Regions from separate parts of the Mus musculus genome. Here region 2 is linked to region 1. The links are chromatin contacts, called in public promoter capture Hi-C maps. All regions are on one chromosome and are shown on one strand. The core of a region is the stretch at or near the end of the contact, and the rest is flanking DNA. Distances in the headings are between cores, read along the strand shown. Region 1 overlaps Oca2 (oculocutaneous albinism II). Region 2 holds the start of Gabrg3 (gamma-aminobutyric acid (GABA) A receptor, subunit gamma 3).

Region 1 (6,285 bases), core at 425-2,924:
CTGAATATCTCTATTTTGAGTCAACATATTAGAAACAATAAGGTCTGTTGACTATTTCATTTGTTATGGCCATGTTTCAAGTTTTCAGCATTTATAACTTAAGCAATGATTTTGAAAAATCTTGTTAGATATGATTATTTCATAAGCTTTTCAATTTTTTGTGGAAACTGTGTTTTGTTGTTAGGAAATAGTACAGCATATTAGAACAAAACTAAACAACATGGCTAACTAGTTTTTCTTTGACTATTTGCACAATATTACTTAAATGATGTACATTGCAGCTTTTCCTTAGGCCATATGCTTTGGAATAGAATAAGATATGTTGGGTAGAACATTGGTCCTACTATCTCAAAAGTTTTTCTTATTTGTTCTGTGTTTAGTATTGATCAATAGGGATCCTTTTGGACAGAGAACTAACATTTTTGATGCCATCAGATGAGCACACAGTTTCTGAATCACCTTGGCAAGACAGAAATGGTGGTTAGAGCTTAAATCTACTTCAAGTTCTGGATGGGAATGTGGATTTTGTTTGCTAACAGCTCAGTGAATATGTTGATCTTGTAGCTTCATCCATGGGACTGAGAAAGCTTCCAGTAGGAAGGAGAACAACAGAGTAAGGAGTAGTGAGTGTATACTGATGAGCCATTACACAAAACATACTCTGAAATATTTCCAATCACCTTATGTGACATGACTTGTGAGCTATAGTACCACAGTCCTCAGGCATCAGAAATGACTAGAACCTGACCAGATGTTGACCAAGATGAGAAGAGTCAATGAAGAATGTGTCTTTGACAATCAGGGAACCTGGGGAATAAGGGGACAGGCCTCATGACTCTGTGATCTCCAAAAGCAGCTGGATAAGTTTCTCAGGTCCAGGACAATTTGTTACCCCTTTTCAGGGTTCTGGTCACATAGAGGAAGGTCATTCTAGCTGTTAGTCTGTGAATATTTACTTACATTTGTTTGTAATAGCCAAGCACTAGAAACTATTGAGATGCTCTTAGTGGGAAAATGGAATGTACGTTATGGCATAGCCAAATATACCACTGACTGGTGAAGAACACTGAATTTAACTCACAATGTGAAAGGGAAGAACCTTAAAGTAATTGTGCTAAATGCTGCTTTTCTGTCAAGGTAATCTGACCACTGTCACATAAAAACATGCGCCATTAGATCATTTGGGAATGTGACAGCAAGAGTAGACCTTTGTATAAAATGTGTGAGATTTGGGGTTTGAGTTGAAGCATTAGGAGGAGGGAGGGAGGAAGAAAGAGATAAAAATACAAATCCTCATTCATAGAGAATACAGAGAATATAAATTGATCTATCGAGACAAGAGAAGGCTGTTCTGTTGGGAGTGTGCTAGCACACAGTGACAGAAGGATCTGGAGGGGGATAGAGCATGAATGAGCATGAGTTCTGCGGATGATGAATATGCCCATTATCTTGATTGCAGTGTTGGTTCATGAATGTATACATAAGCCAAAATAGAAATTATACTTTAAAATATACACAGTTTGCAGTACAGCATTGTTTTCAACAAAAAAATGTAAACCATTCAGAAGATAAATCATCCACTGGTGTGCTAGCAATGGTGTTTTACAGGCTGTATTTTGTCTGTTTTACAGGATGGATTGCTATTCTGGGTGCCATCTGGTTGCTAATTTTAGCTGATATTCATGACTTTGAGATCATTCTACACAGAGTAGAGTGGGCGACTCTTCTCTTCTTTGCAGCACTCTTTGTGCTGATGGAGGTAAGGCTTTGGAACTGTTACTCGATTTTAGATTTTTACATTTTGTTTGCAGAGTGAAGCCTAAGGCTGCACATCTTTCTACATATTCACTAAATGGGAAATGGTAATGATTAATGTTAAGGTGACCCGGGTTTTTATTTCTGACATTTAAATGTTTCTTATAAAAATGTTTATTTGGTTATTATTCTGTCTTTTTCTTGAATTGTTTTTGTGACATATACATTTGTTTTAATTCGCTAATAAAATATAATTTGCTCAAAATAAGTCTGGAGGAAATGGCTTACACTAGCAAGTTCATACAGCACAAGGATCTGACTTAGACGGCACAATACTGAATGAATACTGCTGTATAGGCAGAGAAAGACTACGTCAGAGAACATGTGATGCTATTATGTATTGCTTTGATTGGAAAGGTTTCTAAAAATTATTCACAATACGTATTTTAATCTTAAGACGTTATTTATAAAGTTGTGCCTTCCTCAAACAGAGAGGAAGAAAAATAGCTAGCAAAAATATGATTCACCAAAGAGTTCCTGACCAAGCATGGGTTCATTGCCTCCCTGTTGTCCCCTGTTATTATATTTTCACTTCTAAAGGCAGAACATTTCCCAAATTTCTCAGTAATGGCCTTTTTGACTCTTGCAAGTCTATTTTTTATTTTTTAAAAATTAATTTTAAAGTTAGCATACAAAACAATGGGTTTTATTATGGCAATTTCATGCAGGTGCTGTTCTTTTTTCTCATTCATCTCCCTTCTGCCACACCCTTCCATGATCTGCTCCACTCTCATTTGTCTCCTTCCATCTCTCAAGTAGTCCTCCCTTTGGCTTTCATGTCCCATGGATTCTCTTAGCCACTCCCTTTCTACCCTTCCTGGCTTCCTGAAAATCTATTCCTAATTTCACTCATGATCCCTTATCTGCAGTCATGACTCTACACACACACACACACACACACACACACAGACACACACACAGACACACACACACATGCACACGCACATGCAATTAAATCTATATTCTACATAGAAGACAAAACACGTGACACTTGTCTTTCTGGCTTATAGTGGTTTCATAATGGTCTTCCAGGTCCATCCATTTTCCTGTAAATATGATAGTGTTTTACGGCTAAAAATTTTCATTTTGTGTCTGTGATTATATAGCCATTGTGTGAGTCTCTGTGTGTATGTGTGTATTAGCACATACTCATTTGTTTATGGACATTTAGGCTGATTCCATGTCTTAGGTGTAGTCCTTGTGACTGGTTCAGCAGTAAACACCAATGTGTGTGATCTCTTTGGTATGTTAGTTTAGAATTCTTCAGGTAAATATGCACAAGTGATATACCTGGGTCATATGATAATTCTATCTATCTATCTATCTATCTATCTATCTATCTATCTATCTATCTATCTACCTATCTATCTATCTATCTACATCTCCTCCCCCACCCCAGCCCTTCCCTCTGAGAGGGCAGCCTCCCCCCGCAGTATCCCACCACCCTGGTGCATTAAGTCTTTGCCGGATTAGGTGCATCTTCTCTCACTGAGGACAGACAAGGCAGCCCTCTGCTACTAATGTGTTGAGGGCCTTAGACCAGCCTGGGTATGCTCTTTGGTTGGTGGCTCAATTCTCTGGGAGTTTCCAGGGGTCCAGGTTAGTTGACACTGTTGGTCTTCCTGTGAGGTTGTCATCTCCTAGAGGGCCTTCAATCACCCCATAACTCTTTCACAGGGGCCCTGACTTTCGTCCAATATTTACTGTGGTATCTGCATCTGTCTCAGTCAGCTGGTGGGTAGAACCTCTCAGAGGGCTGCTATGCTAGGCTTCTGTCTGCAAGCACAACATAGAAGCATGCCTCATTGGACAACAAGTCCTACAGAGGCAACCCATTCCCAGCACTAAACTTCTGGTGTCTCGTAGGATCATTGTTGATTCATTGTAGGAAAACTTAATTTTGGCTCTCGTTGTGTATGTGTATAGATGTATTTTAGGAAACTTCTAAGTAGTAGATTTTCATGTGAGGTTTGAAAAGTTTCTGGTGCTTTTTTTTCCCTTTCAGTTTTCCTCTCCTACTCTGTCCTCCCTCCTATATCACAATCTACCCCTTTCTATTCTTTAAGTCTCCTTTAACCCATTATGTCAGGATATTCTATCTTCCATCTCCTGAACAACTTTACCTGTAGGCCTTTAATAATTTCCTTACCTTTAGGGGCATTCCAAATAAAACACTCACATCTAAAGATTCAAAACTACCATCCACAGTGAGAGAAAGCATTTGACTTTTGTCTTTCTGAGTCTCTGTTACTTCATTCAGAATAACTTCAGCCACTTACCTTCTAATTCCATCATCTTATTTTTCCTGATAGCTGAGTAATAGCTCATTGTAGAAAATGCCATATTTGAATTCTCCATTCTTTAGTTGATGGGTATATTGACTGCTTTTGTGAGCAGAACATCAGTGAACATGGATGAGCAAGTACCTTTGCAGTAGGATATGGGATCTGTTGGGTTCATGCCCATAAATGGCATATCTGAATTTTAGTTTTAGTTTTTTGAAGAGATTCTAGCTGATTTCTACAGTTGTTTTATGGTTTACATTTCCACCAATGATAAATAAGCCTTCCATTTACCCCCATCCATGGGTTTGTTGTCATTTTCTTCATGGATGATGGCAATTCTGATTGTGGTTATATATAAGTGCAAAGAAGTTTTATTTTCATTGTTCTGATGCTAAGTATGTTTAAAAAATCAGATATTTATTGGCCATTTATAATTTTTTGCAAACCACCTTCAGTATACTGGCTTATTTACTGATTGGATAATGCATTATTTTGATGTTTAATATTTGAAGCTATTTGTATAATGTAGATATTAACTGCCTGTCTGATATGTAGGCAGCAAAATTTCCCCATCATGTATGCTATCTCTTCACTTTTATGCTCATGATTTTGCTGTGCAGAAGCCTTTTAATTTTGTATAATTCCTTTTTTTCATTTCTTGAGGTTATTTTCTATGCGATTGGAGACTTTGTTGAAAAGTTGCTTGTGCCTGTACCTTGAAGAATTTTACTATGTTCCTCTGAGCAGTGTCAGATTCTCAGGTCTTTCATTAAGGACTTGGAATCATTCTGAATCGATTTTGTGCAGGATGGGAAGCATGGCTTTAGTTTCAGTTGCCTGATTCAGAATGACTGTTTCTAGCTTCAGCCAGTTACCTTCTAATTCCATCATTTCTTTTTTCCTTTTAGTTTCTGTCCTCTGCATGTGGATAGTCAGTGTACCCTGAAGTATTTGCTGAAGAGGCTGGTTATTGTTGTTGTTTTATTTTCTCTATATTTTTGGCACCTTTGTTGGGATGCTATAGTTGTGTGAGTTTATTTATGAGCATACTGTTTTACTCCAATGGTTTATATGTCTGTTTCTGTGCCAGTATAATACAAGTTTTGCTATTATGCTTCTGTAATAGTATAGTTTGAGGTCAAATATCATGATGCCCCCAGCCCAATTCTTCCTGCTTCATCATGCTTTGGTTATGTGGATGGAATCTTTTATGCTTCTATGTGAAAGTTAAAAATTTTGAAAATATCCTGTTGTTAGTGTTTTAATGGTGATTGTATTAAACCCATAGATTACTTTTAATAATATAACCATTTTTAATAATAATAAACCTGCCAATCCATAACATGAAAGTACTTGCATCATTTAGCAGGTATGCTTAACCTTGTAATGTTGGAACATGATATCATCCACAAGATATACACTCAAGAACTGAACAAAAATTAATTAAAACACTGTTTTTAAAAATGTATGATTTTGTTTAGGTTAGATTCATTATTATTTTTGGCCATATACATTTCTGGGCCATGGTTGAACACATACTTTCTATTCTGTCTTAAATTTTTTATTGAAGGTTTTTTTTTTCACTTTCTTGGTAGATTTCATTTTTTTTAAAGATACACTGAACATGACTCCCCCCCACCCCCGATTTCTCTTTCTAAAAGTTTGTTTTGGTATATAGAAAAGCTATTAATTTTGCATGTTTATTTTATATTCAGCTACTTTGCTAAAAATTGTTGACTAGGTCTAAGAGTTTTCTAGTGATGTTATTAGGACTTTTTAATTATAGATTTACTTTCTTAGTAAGTATGAATAAATTTAATTATTTTTAAATTTAAATTATTACTCTTTACATATATTATATATTGACAGCAGTTTCCTCTAACTCCATTCCTTCTAGTTCCCTGCCCCTACAAGATCTATTTCTCTTTTGCATACCTTCAGAAAAAAAAAAGCGAGCCTCCCAGGGGTAACCAAACATGGCATAACAATTTACAATAACACTAGGTACAAACCCTCATATCAAGGTTGGAAGAGGTGGCCCAGTAGGAGAAAAAGAGTCCCCCAAATGTAAGCAGAAGAGTCAGAGACATGCCCCCCCCAGTCCTGCTGTGAGGGATCCCAGAAGAACAGCAAGCTATGTAACCATAATGTATATGCAAAAGATTTAGTTCAGACCGATTACAGT
Region 2 (6,038 bases), core at 122-2,621, 1.0 Mb after region 1:
CTAAGCCAGGGAATTGAGAAATGTCAAAACAAGTGTGTTCTGGGAATGGGGTGTCCTCCAATTCCTAGGGTGACAGTTGGGGAGACAACCAGGAATTTCCAAAACTCAGGTTAGTTCTGCAGGAGCTAATCAGAGCACCAATCTAGGAGGTGGAATTAAACCATGTCAGCATCTCTAGTTGTGTTTATGGCAACAGGCTTTAACCCTTCTGGTGCCACTGTCCTTCTTCTGAGCCCTTCTCTGTCTGCGGGGTGAATCTTCTGTTAGCTGACTGGTGCTGGTTTGGGGTATTCACAGTGAGATAATTTCTTACAGCTTCAAGAAGCTTCCATGTGAACCGCAACCTGATTCTTTAATAGAGATGGGGTGCTTGTGTGTGCTGCTGTAGGACCTGGAGAAGAAGCAGGGCTCTTCCTGACCACCTGCCCCAGCCCCCTCCACTTTCCTCCTGCAAATTACCTCTTCTGTAATCTATATAGGGTGGTTGAGAAAACAGAATTCCTGGGTCCGGAGGTTTCTTTTCAGTGCTGGAACATATAGAGTGTTAACCAATGCATGTCAGAAAGCCCTTGGATAACTGATGAGAAAGATAAGGCTACTGCCTCATCATTTTGATTTCCCAAGTCCCTTGAAACCACCACATCCTATAATCACCCAAACAGTCCCCACACAAACCGGCTTGCAGAGGGCTGTGGCGGCCTTGGAGCTGAGGTCTGGACCTGGGGGAGACCTACAGGTGAGGAGGTGAGGTGCGGGAACCTTCCCTCTTCTGCAGCCCAGTGGACGGCGCGCACCTGGGACTGGCGGCCGGCAGACGGCGCCCCCCGCCGCCCTTCCGCCCCCGCCGGCCTCTTGGAAACGCCTGGGAGCCACTTACCGAGCATGCAAGCCCGAGAACAGGCAGAGGAGAAGCAGCAGCTTTGCAGCCATGGCTCTCCGGGAGCGGGTCCGAGGCCTCTGCAGGGCTTGGTCTCTACTTGCTCCGGCGCCTACTAGACTCCCACGGGCTGCAGCGCCCAGGGTTCTGCGGACTGGGAGGGACAGGTGTCTGCTCCGAGCGCCGCGTCCCCGACGGTCCGGCTCTGCGGGGCGCACACGAGCTGGGGTGCGTCCGCTCTCGGGAGCGATCAGCACGGGGAAGGGGGGGCAGCAGGTGGCCGGGCACCCTCCTCCCGCAGCCCGAGCCCCCCACCTCCCGGGCCGGCTCGGGGCTCTGCGCTGGGGCAGCTGCGCTCCGAAGCGTGGCGGGAGGTCGCGGTTGCCTCGGTGGTGCCCGCCGGCCGCGGCGGGGAGGAGTTTCCCCAATTAACACGCTTGGCAATGCCAGGCGAAGGCAGCGAGGTTTGAATGGACTCGGAGTTGGGAGGTCGGGAAGGGGGCGGGGCTGGTGGGTGGGAAGGAGAGCTTGGGGATCCCGCAAGGAGGCGCAGAAGGGGCCTGGGGACTGGCCCGTGTCATCGATGGAGTCATGGGCACTGGTAGTTTTACTGCAGCGCACCCACCCTGCTTGTCCCCTGTGCCGTGTGCCTTCTCTTAGGGACGCCATTGCAAGTAAGTGAGATGGTTTGCCAAAAGGCGATCTTCTCTAGGGTGGTGCTTGCTTACCTGAACTCCCCCTGGTGCTCATAACTGTGGCTTGCTGGGGAAGTCCCAACAATGTCCCCTTTTCGCAGAAAAGAGAGACTAAAACACTATCAGTAATTAGTAGAAGTGAAATGTTTAAGGCCAGAGAGAAGGCACCGGAGCCAGAAAGCAAAGGACCCTGTTGGATGGGACTGACGTTATTTTCATGTTCCAAACTGAAATTGCTTGTTTTTATTTGTAGGATCGTTTAGAAAGCTAATCTTTTGGCATGCAAACATTAACTTCAACACAAATAGGAATTTTACTTCCATAATTAAAAAAAAAAAAACCTTAGAAATATATTTTCAACTACTAATCATAGACACGACAGTTTCGTTAATACTGGATGCTATAAAGTACTTCCCTTGCAGCCAATTTGCCACCATCATTATAAGTAGCTATGCCTGCTTGCAGGAATGCATCAAGTTTGGGCCTGTGGATTGCTGGCTTTCTTTCACAGAAGGAGGGGTTGGGAAGGTCATTGGATCCTCACCTGATGTCTAAACACTTCTCCCAGTCATTTCTTTGCAATTTTGCCCCCCATTGCCAATAGTCTGTGTCTAGGGGAAGGAGGTACTAGAACACATAGGCTTGGAAAAACTAGAGCAAGGAGATGAAGAGACCATTAATCATGTTAAGTGAAGTTGTTTTGTGAGCACCCAAGATCCTGTCAGCAACCTCTTACCTCTGTAGGGTATGGCCAATAAACTCCAGGTCCACAGGCTAAACTGTGTGGGGGTGAACACTGTTTTGTTGTTAGGGCCCAGGAGGAGGGTGTTGACAATGCTCCTATCTCCCCAAGAGAAGGGATTTTAGAAACACTGACAGTAAGCTTTTTCATAAAATACAGAGAGAAGCAGGTTGAAGCTCTTGGGAATTCCCTCCCTTGTCTCTAGATTCTCAGGTTAAGAATCGTAAGCCTGCTGGAGGCTGGAGGCTTTTCTTGATAATAGCATTGCTTTTAACTAAGGATTGTGCTATCTTGGTTAATCCCAGGCCACTGCCTTCTTCCTGTGTCACCCAGCTCACCCCAATCAGGACATTTTTTTATCACCCCTCTTTACCTGCACTTATATAAGTCTGAATGCCTATGTCCCATGGAGATTCCTAACAGCCAACACCTACCTTCCTTCTTGAAGTTTCTATCAAACTCTCCTTCATCTCTAATTTCTGTACCATACAAAGGAACCCTTCAGAATCTAGTCAAAGGATGGTGCACAAGCATCCTGAGTCTCTAAACAAATGCAATCATGACTCAAATTTTCACTCCAAGGACTGGTTTCTAGGATCGCTGGGAATGCTAAATCTGTTACAGAACACGTGTTAAGATTTTCATAGACCTCTGGTATGGTTTAAGCCATCTCTAGATTATTTGTAATGTCTACTATGTATAAATGTCATGTAAGTAGTTGTTATGGTTGTTTATGGAATAAGAGAAATGCCTGTCTGGTAGTGATATGCTTTTTAAAGACAATATTTGTATTCAAGTGTGTTTGAACCCAAAGAAGCAGAATTCATAGTTACAGGAGAGCCACCTGCCTGTCATCACCACCTAAGTTTAAAAGATATTCTGTAAGAAAACTAAAAAGTAAATGTAGCAGTCTTTCATGCTTGCATTTTTGACATAGTTACAGGAACATAGGTAAAAATAATGTCAGGCATGGTTCCATGGGAGGAGCCAAGAGTCAGTGTGGTTGATTCATTCAAATTTTCACAGAATAATCCCACTGCATAAGTAGAGAAGAGTCCCAGGAGGTTAAATACCACCCCCAAGGCTAAGATCTGCATAATCACCCTTAGTCGCTGTGTCCATTGTCCTTAGAACACGAAGCAGGGCAGACACTCATTGAGTCTTCCTGTTATGCTATATTCTCATCAGTTTTTTTCAGAACATGAGTTGTTTACAATCTATTATACAGTACGGACAGACTGGCATTTGGATGGCTCTGTAAAATGTCAGCATAATGAGAGGTGTCCTGGGATTATATGTGTCTGTATTTATCACAACCTGTCAGTGGAATAGATGTGAGACCTGTGTACAGCCCCATGCTGGCAGGGTTTATTCTTTTCTTTGCTGCATAGGTTTGATGTGCTATTATTATGAATGAGTGACACCTGACCTCTTCTGAAGTTTGGAATGCTTTGCTCCACTTATTGGACACAATGGGCCAGCTTTACAGAGCTGAATATTTTACTGTAGAAAGCCTCCATGGTACAGCCTGGGGAAAAAATATTTTATGCTAAATGAGTCAGGAGGGATGAGGTATTCAAAGCAAGCTTTCTGAACATAAGTAGGAAAGCAAACTGCAAGGTCAAGAATCTTCAGAGCACCAGCTGTTAGCCTTTGATTTTCCTCCGTTGCCTAAACTGACCGGGCTGGGGTGCTTTGCTGAGCACGCACACTGCACCGTATACCCTCGCTGCTGGCCAGCTTCCTATCTTCGGCACCTGAGAAACTTAACAGCTCCATTTGGGTGAGCAAAATTCACTTCTCTTTTCCTCTGTAGGAAAATAAACAGGAGGGGGAGTTGCAGGGGAGGGAGGCTATGCGAAGAAAAGAAAGAAAATTCTGGAAAAAAAAAACCACTGGTACTTCATACTAAGACCTAAGTAAGGCTTGTGAGTCGCTCTACAAACCTTGAGAGCCAACAAAGCACTTGTTCAGACAGCTACAATGCTTGGGGGAAGACCTGGAGGTCTGTTGCAGTTTGAGGGCTCAGCTATAGCTCCTCTAGGCAGGAGGTGTGAACGCCTGAGAAGCAGAGCTGGCTGCCTTAGCTTGGAGATCCTCTTGTGGCTTCTTGGAGAAATACCTCTCAGGATTCCCTCTGCAGCCTCACTTCACCTCTTACCAGCCCAGCGCCAGCCATACATTCTGGGTTTAAAACGAAAACCCCAGAAAGCCACATAACAAAGATGAGCAGAAGATGTGGCTTTCTGGGTTTTAGTTTTAATCAAAATCTCCCTTGCTCCAAAATTATACTTCTAAATTATGATGTTTCATGCTTCATGAGCAAATATTCAACTCAATCAAAATCTTATCTTCACTAGGAATAGTGAAGATAAGATTCACATCAGAAATGCACTAATCTTTATAGCATGCTTCTGTGGCCTTTTAACACATATTTACAATGTACGAATAAAAGTACCATCTGCCCACCATCTACATGACAGTGTCAGAGTCTACTACCACAGTATCTGAGCTCCAGAGTCACTATTCAATCTGCCACAGGGGGCTGGCTTGCCTGCTTTTGCACCTGACATTATACAACCAGAAAACATGTGAAAACATGTTCTAAATAATCTCTCGTTTAGTCTTCTGTGAGTTGTGCCTATTCTGTTGAAACAATCAGTCTTGAATTTTTTCCTTATATATAGTACTCGTTGACTATGAGAGTATTCTATTCCTTATTTACAATGATGAAGGACATTTCTGTATCTGACCTCTAGTGCAAATACATGCTCATTTTTCTTTCTTGTTTGACTAAAAAAAATCTCTAGGTCATAAAGGCATTTGTTTACCGGTAATTAAATTTTTTTCACCCGAAATGCATAAAGCAGTGTGTCCCCAGGCTACCACTTTGTGTCAGCATTTAAGAAATGTAACCTTGCTATTCTTATTTTTATAATTACAACTTTTATTGAAAATAGTTTTTTTTTCATATATTTTGACTAGAGTTCTCTCCCAACTTATCTCCCAGATCCTTCTCATCCTCCCAGTGGACAAATCCACATCCTTTATTCTCTCTTTCATTAGAATACAAACAGACATCTAAAAAGTAACAAAATAAAAACAAACAAGAATAGGACTAACAAACAAATAGAAAAAATATAAAAAATAAATATAAACAGCACAAGAAACACATACAGGCACAGAAATGCATACTTTTTCACATATCTAAAATCTTTAAAAACACAAAAGAATAAATGGATGGATGAAGAATATACAGTACACAGCTAAGCATCAGGCAGAGATCAGGGAATCCCATGGAAGATGGGGAGAAAGATTATAGGAGCCAGCACGGTCAAGAACACAGAATCAACTAGGCAGGGTTCATAGGGGCTTACAGAGAATGAAGCAACAAAGAGGACCTGCATGGATCTGTCCTAGGTACTTTCCATAAAAGTTATGGTTGGTTATGTGGAAGCTGTCTTTGACACTTGCCTGCATTTGGGACACCTTTCCTCCAACCGGGTGGTCTTGTCCAGCCTTGATATAAGGGTGTGTGCCTGGTCTTATTGTAACTTGTTATGCCATGTCCAATTGTTATCTCTAGGAAACCTACTCTTTTCTCAAGGAAAACAAAGGGCACTTGTGGTAGACACACTGGGAGGAGAGGAAGGAGAGGAAAATAGGGCCAGAATGTATTGTATGAGGGAAGAATTTTTTTTAAAGCGGTACATTTACACAATGA

The links. Promoter capture Hi-C pulls out the DNA fragments that hold promoters and counts their contacts.
Region 2: a contact with region 1 is called in a promoter capture Hi-C map of hippocampal neurons, with 9 times the contacts expected there. The contact joins the promoter of Gabrg3 here to the enhancer-like site in region 1. A contact is called at or near these places in 10 of 39 promoter capture datasets (the 3T3-L1 cell line, 3T3-L1-derived adipocytes, the HPC-7 cell line and 6 more), 1 of 484 Hi-C or Micro-C datasets (uterus) and 3 of 115 datasets of contacts at active chromatin or transcription factors (astrocytes, forebrain and stem cell-derived neural progenitor cells).

What each region holds. Positions count from the first base shown.
Region 1 is chr7:56,355,472-56,361,756 of GRCm38.p6, forward strand. It overlaps Oca2 (oculocutaneous albinism II), which reads left to right. Exons shown (of 24, transcript NM_021879.3): 19 at 1,632-1,759. Among named protein-coding and RNA genes, the nearest start is that of Oca2, 120 kb to the left of the region's middle. Within about 2 kb of position 1,675, at least 9 of the 459 cell types and tissues checked have an H3K27ac peak or open chromatin away from gene starts, as enhancers often do. A contact at or near this core is called in hippocampal neurons, where this site is marked.
Region 2 is chr7:57,385,844-57,391,881 of GRCm38.p6, forward strand. Gabrg3 (gamma-aminobutyric acid (GABA) A receptor, subunit gamma 3) reads right to left here and starts at 1,372. Exons shown (of 10, transcript NM_008074.3): 1 at 878-1,372. The coding sequence starts at 930. Gm9962 (predicted gene 9962) reads left to right here and starts at 1,429. Exons shown (of 3, transcript NR_033504.1): 1 at 1,429-1,551.